2 separate regions of the Mus musculus genome follow, and region 1 is linked to region 2. A link is a contact called in public Hi-C data. All regions are on one chromosome and are shown on one strand. Each heading gives the region's core, a stretch centred on a gene start, on an enhancer-like site or on the middle of the called end of the contact. The rest is flanking DNA. Distances are from core to core; before and after follow the strand shown.

Region 1 (7,061 bases), core at 2,347-4,846, 99 kb after region 2:
CCTGCTCACCCACCAACCAGGAAACCAGCCTCTCTCTCTCTCTCTCTCTCTCTCTCTCTCTCTCTCTCTCTCTCTCTCTCTCTCTCTCTCTCTCTCGTCTTTGTCTTAAAAACAAAAAGCATTTGGCCAGCATGTATATAAACTCACTGCATGCGTGCCTCGTGCCTGATTCCTGAAGGCCAGATGAGGACACCGGATCCCCTGGAAGGGCATTATGGGTGGTTGTGAGCCACCCTGTGGGTACTTCCAGTCACATCCAGATCCTCTGCAGGGCAGTGCTTGTAACCTAGAGCTGGCTCTGCAGCCCCCATGCTTCTTGGCCCTGCTCCCTCTATACCCTGAGCTCACCTTTCGCATTCTTTTGGACCTTCTCTTCCCCAAGCTAAACACCCCCAGGTCCTCCTGCTATAGACTTCCTCAGCACCCTGGCAGTGCTCCTCTGTCTTACGTGCGTTCACAACCGGCCAGGAAAGACGCAACAAACCAGAATCTTCTGCGGCAAAGCTTTATTGCTTACTCAGGAGCAAGAGAGGAAAAGCGCGGCAGAGAGAAGCAGAGAGGAAGAGAGAGAGAGACGCAGAGAGACGCAGAGAGAGAGGCAGAGAGAGAGAGAGAGAGAGAGAGAGAGAGGAAGAGAGCAGAGGAAAAGAGAAAGAGACGAAGAGACGAAGAGGGGGAGTGCCAGAACCCCGTCCCTTTTAAGGAGAATTATCCTCCGCCTAGGACATGTCACTCCCTGATTGGCTGCAGCCCATCGGCCCAGTTGTCATCACGAGAAAGGCAGAGCACATGGCGGGAAAACTGCCCCTGCACATGTGCAGATTATTTACTACTTAGAACACAGCTGTCAGCGCCATCTTGTAATGGCAAATGTGAGTGCGGCTCCCCACACCTCTGAACATGCTGACATTCACTTCTATATCTTTTTTTTTAAGATTTATTTATTTTTTATGAATATGAGGACACTGCAGCTGTCTTCAGACACACACTAGAAGAATGAACCAGATCCCATTACAGATGGTTGTGAGCCACCAAGTGGTTGCTGGGAATTGAACTCAGGACCTCTGACAGAGTTGTCAGTGGTCTTAACCGCTGAGTCATCTCTGTATCTTTTAAATGTACATCACCAGGATAGCCAGCAAAGAGTAAACTGAATGTTGCCTCTCTCATTCTAGAGCAGTCTGTGAGAAGTGGCCATGGACCTTTACTTTGGGGATAGCTATGTGTGTGAAGTCACTGTAGCCTATCAATTGACTGGAAGATAACCCCACACTTGCTATCTCACTTCCCTGTCTATAAACAGAAACAGTGATAAATAGTATGGGTTATGCATCCCTAAGGCAAAGAACCTAAAATACCCCTAGATAAGAACTGTGTGGAATGATATTCAACGGTAAAGTCGATATTTCCCAATCTGAAGAACTCCAAAGTGCGAAACCCATCTGCATCCTGGACTCCATGACTGGCACCTCTTTTTGGAGTTTGTGGTTATTATGGTTGGTTTTGAGGGTGACACGCTACTTTTTAGGACACAATTCCAGCCAAGGAAATAAGTAGGCTAACTAGATCTTCACCATTCCTGCTCCTTCAAATCCAGTCCCCCACCCCCACACACACCAACCCCCCACTCCCCAGCCCCGTGGAACACCTGCTGCAGCCTCCCTCCCACCTCACCCCTGTCTCCAATGGACCCCACACATCTTCCCATCCTAGCCTCCCTTCCCCTCCTTGTTGCTTTACCTCCCGACTGTGGCAGGCATTGCCAGGGAAGCCACAGGCCGCTCAACCCAGAAAAAGGAAGCAGGCCAAGTGCAGCTTTTCCCCTCCATCCCTCCAATCCAATCCCCCAGCCCTGCAGCAGACCTCCTGCTCCGGCCTCTTCTCACTCTCTGCCTCCATTCTCAAGGACTAAGCAGATCCTGATAGAATGTCCCCTCCCCCAGCCTTCCTCCAAGCCATCCCCATTCCTACGTGTCAGCACCCAATCCCCAGAAGCACATTTTACCTGGACCCCCAGTGGCCACACCTACCAGAACCCCAGAGGAATTTCCCACCAAGCAACACACACCCATCACACTCAGGGCAACAGAAACCTAGGAACAAAACACCCACCCAACAAAGACTGGACCATATATCGGGACCTAGAATTGTAACCTTCCCAATCCCAGATGCACAAAACTGCCATAGCAGCCAGGACAATATACCTCCACTAGAGGCCAGCAGTCCTGCCACAGAGGCTCTAATATACCAGCATATCCGCAATCACAAGAAAAAGGCCTTAAAAACAGCCTTTATGAATATGACAGAGGTCCTTAAAGAGGAAGTGAATAAATCCTTTAGGGAAATCTAGGAAAACACAAACAGTGGAAGAAAATGAATAAAACAGGTCATGACCTGAAAGTAGAAATAGAATCAATAATGAAAACCCAAATGGAGAGAAATCTGGAAATGAAAATTTTAGAAACTCAAACTGGAACCATAGAGGCAAGCTTCACCAACAGAATACCAGAGATGAAAGAGAGCCAAGCACGATGGCGCAGGCCTTTGGTCCCAGCACTTGGGAGGCAGAGGGAGGCAGATTTCTAAGTCTGAGGCCAGCCTGGTCTACAGTACAATCATTTACGATAATCAAGTAGGCTTCATCCCAGAGGTGCAGGAATGGTTCAACATATGTAAATTGATCAATGCAATTTACCATATAGATAGTCTTAAAGACATATACTCCATGATCACATTTGATGCAGAAAAAACCTTTGACAAAATGCAACAACTCTTCATGATAAAAGTACTGTGAGATCATGGATACGGGTCCATACATCAACATAGTAAACATCATAAAGCACACAGCAAGTCCACAACCAACATCAACTTAAATGGAGAAACTCAAAGCAATTCCACCAATATCAGGAACCAGACAAAGCTGTCCTCTCTCTCCATATCTGTTTAGTGTAGTACTTGAAGTCCTAGCTAGAGCAATAAGACAACTGAAGATGATGGGGGAAGGGGGATTTAAACTGGAAAAGAAGTCAAAGTACCTTTATTTGCATGTGATATAAGTGGTCCTAAAAATTCCATGGGGCCTGCAGCTAATAAACATCTTTCAGAGGTAAAATGAATTCAGCACCCTACCCAAGAAAGAAAAGAGGGAGCCAGGCAGTGATGCTGCACGCCTTTAATCCCAGCACTTGGGAGGCAGAGGCAGGCGGATTTCTGAGTTCGAGGCCAGCCTGGTCTACAGAGTGAGTTCCAGGACAGCCAGGGCTACACGGAGAAACCCTTTCTCAAAAAAAAAAAGAAAAAAGAAAAGAAAGAAGAGAGAGAGAGAGAGAGAGAGAGAGAGAGAGAGAGAGAGAGAGAGAAAGGAAGGAAGGAAGGAAGGAAAGAAGGAGCGAGCGACAGACTGAAGTAGAGAAGTCTACGGTGAAGTTTAGAAAGCGTATGTTCTACATGTCTGGGCCCAGGTACATCTATCTGATTTTACAGATGACCCATAGGTTTTACAGGGATGCTGAACTTGGTTGCTGGTCTTGGCTACGTCACAAGCCCTGGGTTTGGGCGCATCTTCGATGTGGCCAGCAGATGGCAGCACTGGACTTGGCTGTGGCCTCAGGAGCCTTTTCCAGCAGAGCTCTGAGCTGTAGCTTCTGCATGTCTCACCCACAGGAAGCTTCCACCAAGGTGCTTTCTGGAGCAGCCCGCCCAGAATTATGTTTAGGAGAAAGATGTGATAGGTAATCCGTGACGACTTTAGGAACAGAGAAGAGAAGCATTATCTTTGTGGGTTTTGTTTGACCCCACCCCCACCCCCATGCACCCTTGAACCTTACCTACTCTGAACTCCTGTAGAGCAAAGATGCTCTACATTGTCTATCTAGCACTGAGCCCAGAGCTAGGCATATAGTAAGTGTTCGGGAGCTGTCAAGTGATGGATGTATAAGGAATATTTGCTCTTGCTCTTTCTTATAGCGGCCCTAGGGACCTGGTATTTATTCAGTGAGTGAAATGATGGTCTCAGGCCCTGTACCATGAATACAGGAATGAGCCAAGAAACAATCCAAACCGTGGCATATGACATAGACCTGAAAACTCACTGGACTGGATCCAGCGGTTGAGTCTATGCCCTTGAGGGAAAGCTCTTTGTGCCTCAGTTTCCTGGTTTGTAACATGGAGATTTAATCGTAGCATCTTAGTCTTTCTGTAAGGTGGTGGTTGTGTGTCAATGCTGGCAAACAAGCAACTAAAATACAGGGCACCTGCTGCACACACCCTGATGTGGCCTTTAGAAAGCTGGTGGGAGCTAGCTGGGAAGAGGTGTGAATCGGACAGAAGGCCTTCCCAGGCCAGCACACAGCATTTGGTCCTGGAACTCTGGAGCACTGGGTCCCCACCCCCAGACACCAGCTGGTCTGAGGAGACCCACTGAACAAAGGAGCCTTGTGGGCCATCTGGCTTTAGGTCTGGGACCCATCAACACCATCCAAAATAGGAGTCTCAGGATGACCACTGAAGGACATGTATGGACCATATTTCTGTTTTAGAAAGTCTTACGGTCGGCTTTTATATGTGGTACTAAGGATCTAAGAATCAAAGGATTCACACTGGCTGAGCAAGTATTCTCCCACTGAGGTGGATCCTGCGTCCAAGGCCACCCAGGTTTCACCAATCACTCTCAGAGATGGAAGAGATCTGGGCCAAGATAGACACAGGCAAATCGTGTCACAAGCTGGAATTAGGGTGGCCTGCCAAAGAGAAGTGATTGAAATTTAGGTCAGGGGTGCTGATCTGCCGGGTAGTAGGAGACGGAATACACTGATATCAGAGGTGGGGGAACTTTTCTGGAAGGGTACTCAAAGAATCAGATACAGCTAGTTGTCAAGTGAACAGGGGGCTACAAAGTTGCGAGGATATTGCCATTGCTCGCTTTGCCCCTGCACGAGAAACCCCGGGTTTTCAACCCTAAATCCCACCTTCCCTGGAGCTGCTTCCTCATGTTAACGGTAGCAGCCTTTGCTCGTCATGATTTTACTGTGTGTAGCAACCCTGGCCGCTTTCCTTTGCTATATTACCCTACAGCTCAGCCTGGAACTTTGTAGTCAGACTGATCCTCAAACTCCAAGAAATTCCCCTGCCTCGGTCTCCTGAGCGCTGGGCTTATCATGCATGGGCTGTCTCACCTGGCTGTCCCCGAGTCACTCATATTGTCAGTGCTACTGAACATCTTTCTAAACCTTACTCCCATGGCTCTCATCTTTGTCCTCACCGCTGCTAAAAATCCAGTTCCTTTACGCCTAACCCAGTTCTGCCCTAAGTCACGTTATTAATCGCTTCCCCAATATCTGATTTCCATCCTTTACCTGTGTAACTGGCAGGGTAAGCGTCCCAACGAACAAACAAATCCCTGTGCTGGTCTATGATGAAATTCCGAAGCCTGTATCATAAGGCTTCCTTCCAAGGCCTTTTCCTAAATGCAGGGCGTGGGGTGTGTAGACTTTGCGCTAATTCTGCCACCTGGAACAGCCCTTAATCAGGGTTTTGGGCTCCTCTCCACCTCTTCAAGCTCTTGTCTCCAAGCTCTCTTTGGCCAGCACAGGAAGTCCCAGCCCAGCCGGGAGTCTGTGCTCTTTAAGGCTCACTTCACTACTGCGGTGGACTGCTCTGGGCTCTTTCCTCCAGGAACTCCTCGAGGGCTGGGCTCTCTGGATGGGAGGGGATTCTGCCACGTTCAGCTTTGTATCTCCAGCACTTAGTATCAGGTCAAGCACCAGGAGGCCTTGGGCAAGTTCTGTCTTGCTCACAGTTGCTTCAGAGCACTTTACAGCACAGGCAGCAGGCATGCAGGGTGAGCAAAGGAGTTTACAAGTGTCAAGCCAATAGAAAGTGGCAGCAGCAGCGTCCAGGGACTGAGAGATACCACCATGCCAGCCTCCATACTTTATTTAGGGGGGGAAGGAGAGTGGGCTTGTATGTGTGCGATTTCTGCTGTTCGTTGGGGTTTTTTTTTTCCCTTGTTCTCCTTTTATAGTTCAGCTTAGCTTAGAACTCACTGCATAGCCTAGAAAGGCCCCAAACCTGAGGCAAACTTCCTTCATCGCCTCTTGAGTGTTGGAATTATAGGCACTGCTTTTATCTATCTGTCTGTCTGTCTGTCTGTCTGTCTGTCTGTCTATTTAGAGTCAGTCTCACTATATAGTATTAGTTGGATGCACAGGCAAACACTAGCTAGTTTTTTTTTTTAAGAATTATTTATTTAGTTTATATATATGAGTACATTGTAGCTGTCTTCAGACACACCAAAACAAATACAACTCACATTAAGAAAGAAAACCTTTTTGTTAAACACTTATTTTATGAGTGTGAGTGTTGTGCCTTTATCTATGTATGTGTGACTCATGCAAGTCTGGTGCCTGTGGAGGCCAAAAGAGGGTGTCACATCACTTGGAACTTGAGTCACAGATGATTGTGTGGGGCTATATGGGTGCAGGGATTGAACTTAGATTCTTTAAAAGAGCAGCCGTTATTAATCTCCAAGCCATCTCTCCAGTCTCAAGGAACCAAAACCATTATTATTATTTAGATTTATTTATTTTATGTATGAGTACACTGTACCTATTTTCAGACACACCAGAAGAGTGCATCAGATCTCATTACTGATGGTTGTGAGCTACCATGTGGTTGCTGGGAACTGAACTCAAGACCTTTGGAAGAACAGTCAGTGCTCTTAACCACTGAGTCATCTCTCCAGCTCCCAAACCATTTTTTTAAATATATATTTTTTTAATTCTTTGAGAGTCTCATACACACATACAATGTATCTTGATTATATTCACACACACACACACACACACACACACACACACACACACACGCTTGAGTGTGCATCAGCTCCTCCTCCATGTGCCTATGGCAAGCACTTATCAAATTCAATGGATTATAAAAAAAAAAAAAAAAAGAGGACCTGAAGTCGGAGCATGTGTGCAGTTATCCACTGGAGCATGGTCAACCTTCCAAGGGTCACACTCATAAAGCTAGGCCTTCCCTTCCCTAGGAGCCCTCAATAGCAA
Region 2 (7,221 bases), core at 2,517-5,016:
CAGACATTCTTTCATCACTAGAGATTTTTAAATAGGATGATTGTAATGATGAACTGAGACAATTTTGTTGTTCTGTTTTTTGCTGTTCATTTTCTTTAAGACAGGAACTTGCTATAGCCTAGGATAGCCTCCAACTCTCCTCTTGTGACTCAGTCTCTCAAGTGTGGAGATTACAGAAATGTGCTCTCATTCCCAGCTTGAGATAATGTTAACACAGCCTGATTCATAAAAGAGTGTTCATCTTTAATTACTTTAGTAACTAATATAATACAGCACAAAAAGCTTTAGAGTCCATCTACCCTGACCTTACATCTTAGTTCTATGATTTATAAGCTGGGGCTTTGGGTAAAATAAGTGCTTTGCAGAGACTTGCAACCTAACTAGGTTTTCTGTATATGCTTGTAACCTTTGTCTCCAGGATCTAGGAGACTCTGGGCATAGATTACTCTATACTGGAAAATTATCTTTCGATTGATTTTGCCTTAATTTTGAAGTACTAAACTAAAACTATTAGTAAAACAAGACTTCATTAGCACTGTAGCCAGGTGAGTCAGCAAAGCAAGGTATTTCAGTATTTGAAGAAATGAGAGACTGTTTCGGTAGGTTAAATCCAGGATTTGTGCATGGGAAACACACACTGTAACACCGAGCTACACACCAACCGAAGGACCTTTAAAATCATACTATACAACAGGGTTAGAGAAATAGCCCAGCAGTTAAGAGCACTCACTGTTCCTACAGAGTTAAGTACCTGTGATCCACATTGCTACTCACAACCATCTATAACTCCAGTTCCAGGGGTCCATAGCCTTCCAGCCTCTCCAGGCACAGCCACTCTGGGTGCACTTATTTATATACAGGCAAAACACTTGTCCCTCATAATCTGTCTTTGAGGAGGAAAGACTAGAGAATTTGGTATGGGCAAATTGAAACGCTTTTGAACACTCCTATTATTACTACTTTTCACAAGGCATATTTATCTGTTTGCCATATGAGTACATGTGTTTCCAAGAGTAAACATTTAGAAAAAAAGCATGAACTAAGGTACTAAGATAAAACAAATTAGTAAAATGTACATATTAGCCAGATATGGTGCTACACAGCTGTAATCCCAACATGGGGAAGATCAGATCGTTTTTTAGTACCTTGTAAGTTTAAAGCCATCCTGAAAGAAAGAGTATTTCTTGTATAGAGTCTCTCCCATGTTGGTTCACAAGATTTAACTGAAGCCAGAAGTGAGAGCACTCTATTAATCCCAGCTATAGGGAAGCACTCAGTCCTGAACTCTAGACCTGCATGAACAATACAGCAAGACTTCCCGGGGAAGTGTGTGTGGGCTGGGGAAGGCAGGAGGTATGTTGATACATACCTGTAATTTACACACTTGTGATGGGTGGAGGCATGAAGTTCAGGAGTTCAAGGCTCAGTTATATGAAACACTGTCTCAAAAAAACAAAATAATAGGCTGGGTAGTGATAGTGCACACCTTTAATCCCAGCACACAGAGGCAGAGGCAGGTGGATTTCTGAGTTTGAGGCCAGCCTGGTCTACAGAGTGAGTTCCAGTACAGCCAGGGCTACACAGAGAAACCCTGTCTCGAAAAAAAAAAAAAGAAAAAACCCTATACTCTTAAATACTTACAGGAGTTGCTTTACTAGCAGTCTCTCATTGTAGATCCTGAACTCCCTAAGAGTAACTTCCACAGTGGCACAAGTCAGTATAGATGAATTCTGTGTCAAGCTTTTCTATCAAGTCCTTATTGACAGCTTTGTAAGTTTTTTTCAGTGCCACTGAGATTCCAACTCAACTGTGCCACATTGACTTGCGAATCTCTTCCTCTGAGATTTAAAGTTGATTAAAAGTAATAGCACTGGCTAATGGAGTTATAAAGATTCACTGAAATGACATTTTAGCACCGTGTCTGGCTCATGCCACCTACCTAATGTAAGAAAGTTCAGGAAATGCTATTTGGTTAGAAATAGATCCAAGAATCCTTTTTTTAGACTCAAGAATTTTTTAATATACCTTTGAATTTTTCTGTGGTTTAGCATCCATCTCAAGGGAATACTGATAGAAGGTACAGCAATACTGCTTGGTTTTTTTTTTTTTTTTTAGAGTAAGCAGATTTTTTCTTTTTAAGTTGTTAAGATGATAATGGAAGGTTAAATGTTAACAAAGATTCCTCGAAGCTCCAAATCTCTTTAAAGCAAAAGTCAATGCCAGAGCTTCTTTGTGTAGCCAAATGGGAAAAGCAGCTCTAACATTTACCAACTGAAAGGTCTGTTTAATTAGATTCACCCTGAGACTGGATTCAGTAGCATACGCATAATTAAACCCCCCTCCCTTAAAATGTGTGTTTTTACATTTTGGAATACAGTAAATTTAATTACTAGAATTGGCTATAAGAATATTCACATATATTTTCAGTTTTTTGTTTAAGTTTTAAATATATGCCCTGTCTTAGGGTTTCTGTTGCTGCCATGAAACACCAAAAGCAGAGTTGGGGAAGAAAGGGTTTGACCTCGCACTTCGATATTCCACATCATAGTCTATCATTGAAGTTGGGACTCAAACAGGGCAGGAGCCTGGAGGCAGGAGCTGATGCAGGGCCATGGGGCTGCATTCTCTCCTGCTCAACCTTCTTTCCTATAGCACTCAGGACCACCTGTCGAAGGGTGGGCCCACCACAGCAGCTGAGTCCACCCACATCAATCTCTAAGAAAAGGCCTCACAAGCTCACCTACACCCCAGCCAAATAGAGGCCTTCTCTCAGCTGAGGCTCCCACCTCTGATGACTCTACCTTGTGTCAAGTTGGCATAAAACTAGCCAGGACAGCTCCTTTAAAACATACTTTGACAGTGTCCCACTGGATTGTGAAAACTTAAATTCTTACTCATAAGGCCTCAGATTTTAACTGACCTTTGCGTAAATTTATAAGTAGACACATTAAAACCAGACGTATATTCAAAAACAGATGTATAATTTGTCAAAATTTTACCTCACAAGTAGTAAATTCATTAAAACTGGTAAAATTCATGGCCCTGATAGTGTGGTCACTACAATAGTGCTCCTTTGTTTATCCACCAGCCCTGGCAGCACCTGGAAGATAGTACCAAACGCTGAGGTGCTGCTGGTTGTCTGTAGACATCTATGCCAGTTTTTTAATGAAGTATAGTAAGAAATTAATAACAACAGTAATAAGATAAGACAATTGTAGCAAAATGCTGACAAGTCTGCCATACAAGTCATTTATACAGAGTGACTACACTGGACAGGAGGATGATTCGTGTCCCAGAGAGGACAGTGAGAGACTTCATTATGCTGCTGAACACTGTAATTCCAAAAAGAAAGAGTATTGCTGTAATTTTCCATTCATGTTTTCAGACCAAAGTTGATCAGTGGTAACTTAGCTTGCGTAACAAAACCAAAGACATGGCGAAACTACTGTATTGACTAAACTTGGGTGCTTGCTTAAGAGACTTTTCTTTTGATAATAGTCACCTATCAACTGTGACCTAATTTCAGTCACCCTCCACATGGTCAAGGAAAGAGATGTGTAAACGATGGGGTTATTTCACTCTCTCCAACTGTCTCACATGTCCAGACATGAGAACCTGAGATTGAGCCAAGCCAGTCTTCCAAGAGCAGTAGACCACTCAGTGTTGGGGGAGGGGTACGGTGATGCCAGCCAATCAGAAGCACAGCCAGTGCGCGTGAAACAATGAACTTCTGATGAGGGTGTGGCCTGGAAAACGGCTTTTTGACAAAACTGTCATTTGATGGGTCAGGTATGGACAGACATGGCACTTCTGCTGTCTTCAGAATAATAACACCAGACCCCTTTCCTGTTCTCTGCATTCCTGAAAGATCTAGTCCCTAATCTAGGCTCGAGCTTCTCCACAGTCTTGGAGAACAGAGGTACGTGGGAAGTAGGAGTTTCAGTAGAAGAAATAGCAGAGCTAGAAGGAAAACGACCATCTAGTGTCACAGCTAATAGACTTGAGAGGAGAGTGGTTGGCAAGTTCAGGGTTTATTTCTGCCAGCCTTTTAGGTTAGATTAGAAGCTTAAATGTGACCCTGTCCTGTTTGTCTTGGATATCATATATTTCTAGCTTGTCCTGTTTGCTTTCATCAGTCAAATAGTAAGTGCCTATCATATGAAGGTGCTAGAAAGGTGCTGTGGAAGAAAGAAAGACTAATAATGTGATCTCTAAAGAGGGGGTTTACAGTTCAGAGGGAGACAGTGTAAACAGGCCAAGAAGAGACTGACAGAAAATAAGTCACAAAAGTGTATAGACACTAAAAACCATGAAGAATGCAGAAGAGGAGTTGACAGAGTGATCAAGCAAGCTTTGGTGATACCGTTCCTTTTCAACCCCCCAGCCCCAACCCCCATTGTCCTCTTCTTAAAGAAGACTACATTATTGATGAAAAACTGAGCATAAGTCAAAAACTAGTAGGAAACTCTACAAGAGATGATGATGGACATGGTTGTGATCGGTCCTAACATATCCATAATCTTCGCATCCTGTTACTGCTCAGTTTTCCCATGACATCAGAAGGTGTGCTTGGATTCAGCCAGGAAGGATGCTTGCTGTACCTTCACATCCTCACTTGTTCTTTTGTTTGGGGTGGGGGTGGGGAATCCTCATTCCTAGTTATATTCCCACAGGCTCACACATTCTGCTTGACTGTGAGAGAATTGGCAAGGTGCCATCCACATGCCCTCCAGATGAGAGGATTAAACACACCTTTTCTGTAGATTTGGACATCCCCAATGTGTCAGTCTTACATGAAATGCTTCATCTAAGGTGCCTGAGGGAGCCGGGCATGGTGGCATCCCACCATCTGAGAGGAAGGGTCAGGTAGACCTCTGTGAGTTCAAAGTCTACACAGTGAGTCCCAAAACAACCTGTGAAGTGCTTAAATTGTAACTAAGCCGTGGGTGTATCTGTGGAGAGTATCTCTGCCACTACCATTTATTATGTTGCAGAACTTACAGAAAATTCTTCTAAAATGGAATTTGTCTATTTTACTCTTAAGAAGACTCATAAGAAAAACTCCCAGCTATTTACTTTAGATATCCTTGCCTTTTAGACTCATGGACAAATCAGGTTTCCCATGGATTGGGATACTCCTGTTCACCCTAGCATTTGGGAAGTGGAAGCAGGAGAATCAGGAGATCAAGGCGAGCCTCAACTCCAGATGAAGTCTGAGGCTGGCCTGGGCTGTGTGAGTCCCTTGAGTCCCTTATGCCTATCTCAGATCTACAGTAATTCTGCTTTCACTTCAACTCCCATCTTTCTAGTCTCAAAATGAGGCTGCTTTCCTTCCTTAGTAATCACAACAAAACTGTCCCCAAGTCACAACAAAACTGTCCCCAAGTCACAACATTTAGAACAACGATCTTATCGTGCTCATGTGTGGTGTACATGTGTACATTGTAGAGGACGCTAGTGGTTGACAGCATACATCTTTTCTTGATCACTCTCAATCTTAATTGTTGGGCAGTTAACTTGAAGATGACCGACTAGCCAGTAAGCTTGAGGAATCTCCGCCTCGCCAGTGCTGGAGTAACAGGCTTGTGCCACTTTTATGTGGTTTTTTTTTAGGAATCCGAACGCAGATCCCTATGTTTATGCCATCTCCCCAGCCCCTTAGTTTATGTTTCTAGTAAATTAAAGGATACTAAGTACAGGAGAGGAATGTGGGTTGAATATGGTCAAAATACATTATATGGGGCTGGAGAGATGGCTCAATGGTGAAGAATGCTTGCTACTCTTCTAGATGACCAAAGTTCAGTTTCCAGCTTCCAGCTGCCTGCAAGTCCAGCTCCAGAGGATCTGACACACTTTTCTGGCCTCCATGCAACACATGTTGCACAAAAACAGACACATACACACACAGAGGTATGCATAAATTTAAATTTTTTAAAGATGTTAAAAAATACATTATATGAAATAATAATACTTTGCGTGAAAGATTTAAAATAATGTATTAAGTGGATAGAAGTGGTAGTGCACACTGCTAATCCCAGCATAGAGGCCGGACGCTCTCTGAGATCAAGGTCAGCATGATCTCCATAGTGAGTTCCAGAACTACATAGAAAGACTTTGTCTCAAAAAATAAATAAAAAATTAAGGGGGGGATATTAAATGCCTTCTTATGGGCATTAGCTGTTCCTAACGACCCCCAAAGACAATTGGAGAACACAGATGCTAATGTTACAATTCATTACAGTAGCAAAGTTACAATTATAAAGTAGCAACAAAATAATTTTGTGGCTGAGGGTTATTGCAACATGAGGAACTGTATTAAAGGGTCACAGCATTAGGAAGGTTGAGAACTATGGTCTAGATGGGCTATTCATCTTATATTGTATTTGCCTCCTTTCTGGAAAAACAAAAACAAAAACTGCACTTCCTATGCAGTATTGAAACTTAAGCGAAAGGATCAACAATCAGTCGAACTCTGGGTGCACAGTAAAGCCTAGATGTGACTACATAGAAACTCTTTTACAAAGTACCTATGAGCATGAGGGCGGGTTCTATAGCTAAAAGGCCTAGAATCTAGTGTGGTCTCTGACGTATAACATATAGGTCAGAAGGTCATAGAGTACATGTGATATCTCCCCAAAGGGTAAGTAGTGGTCTGGGATAATCATTCTGGGGAATTGGATGAGGTCTGCCTCCACAGATAGAAAAAAAAAAAAAAAAGTCACCAAGTCTTTAACAAAATCCATTCTTAGATTTCTGCAGGAATGCAGTTATTTGATTTTTAATCCTTCACTGAGGAGATACCCTGCATGATTAACATTTTTGGTTCTCTTAGTCCTCTGTGAATACAAGGACCTCTGTAACTCCAATGTTCTGGGTATAATTGAGAGACCTACATCTATGAGTAAGGTGCTCATTTCCTATAATTAAGGAAACTCCTAACACCAGCCTTAGGCTCTAAATACACATGCATGAAACTATAGATGCATACATGCTCACATGCACATGGGTGCACAAACACTGCACTCATACATGCAAACATTCATGCAGAGAGAGAGAGAGAGAGAGAGAGAGAGAGAGAGAGAGAGAGAGAGAGAGAGAGAGAGAGAGAGTTCAGTGTAAGCCAAATGTGGTGGCACCTAAGTCTAATCTCAATATTTAGAAGGGTGAGATAGGAGGCTCATACATTTAAGGGAGCCATGGACAACATAAGTTTGAAGCCAG

Evidence for each region. A called contact is a pair of places that touch in the nucleus more often than the background predicts.
Region 1: a contact with region 2 is called in a Hi-C map of multipotent progenitors, with 6 times the contacts expected there. The contact joins the enhancer-like site here to the promoter of Adcy10 in region 2. A contact is called at or near these places in 6 of 39 promoter capture datasets (the C10 cell line, the HPC-7 cell line, cranial neural crest and 3 more), 1 of 15 datasets of contacts at CTCF or cohesin (the NIH/3T3 cell line), 6 of 484 Hi-C or Micro-C datasets (the C10 cell line, the G1E-ER4 cell line, extraembryonic endoderm stem cells and 3 more), 1 of 115 datasets of contacts at active chromatin or transcription factors (the 230-238 cell line) and 3 of 9 other capture datasets (adipose tissue, liver and pancreatic islet).

What each region holds. Positions count from the first base shown.
Region 1 is chr1:165,580,140-165,587,200 of GRCm38.p6, forward strand. No RefSeq gene overlaps it. Among named protein-coding and RNA genes, the nearest start is that of Gm51750, 25 kb to the left of the region's middle. Within about 2 kb of position 3,597, at least 13 of the 459 cell types and tissues checked have an H3K27ac peak or open chromatin away from gene starts, as enhancers often do. A contact at or near this core is called in multipotent progenitors and stem cell-derived neural stem cells, where this site is marked.
Region 2 is chr1:165,481,417-165,488,637 of GRCm38.p6, forward strand. It overlaps Adcy10 (adenylate cyclase 10), which reads left to right and starts at 3,767. Exons shown (of 34, transcript NM_173029.3): 1 at 3,767-3,919.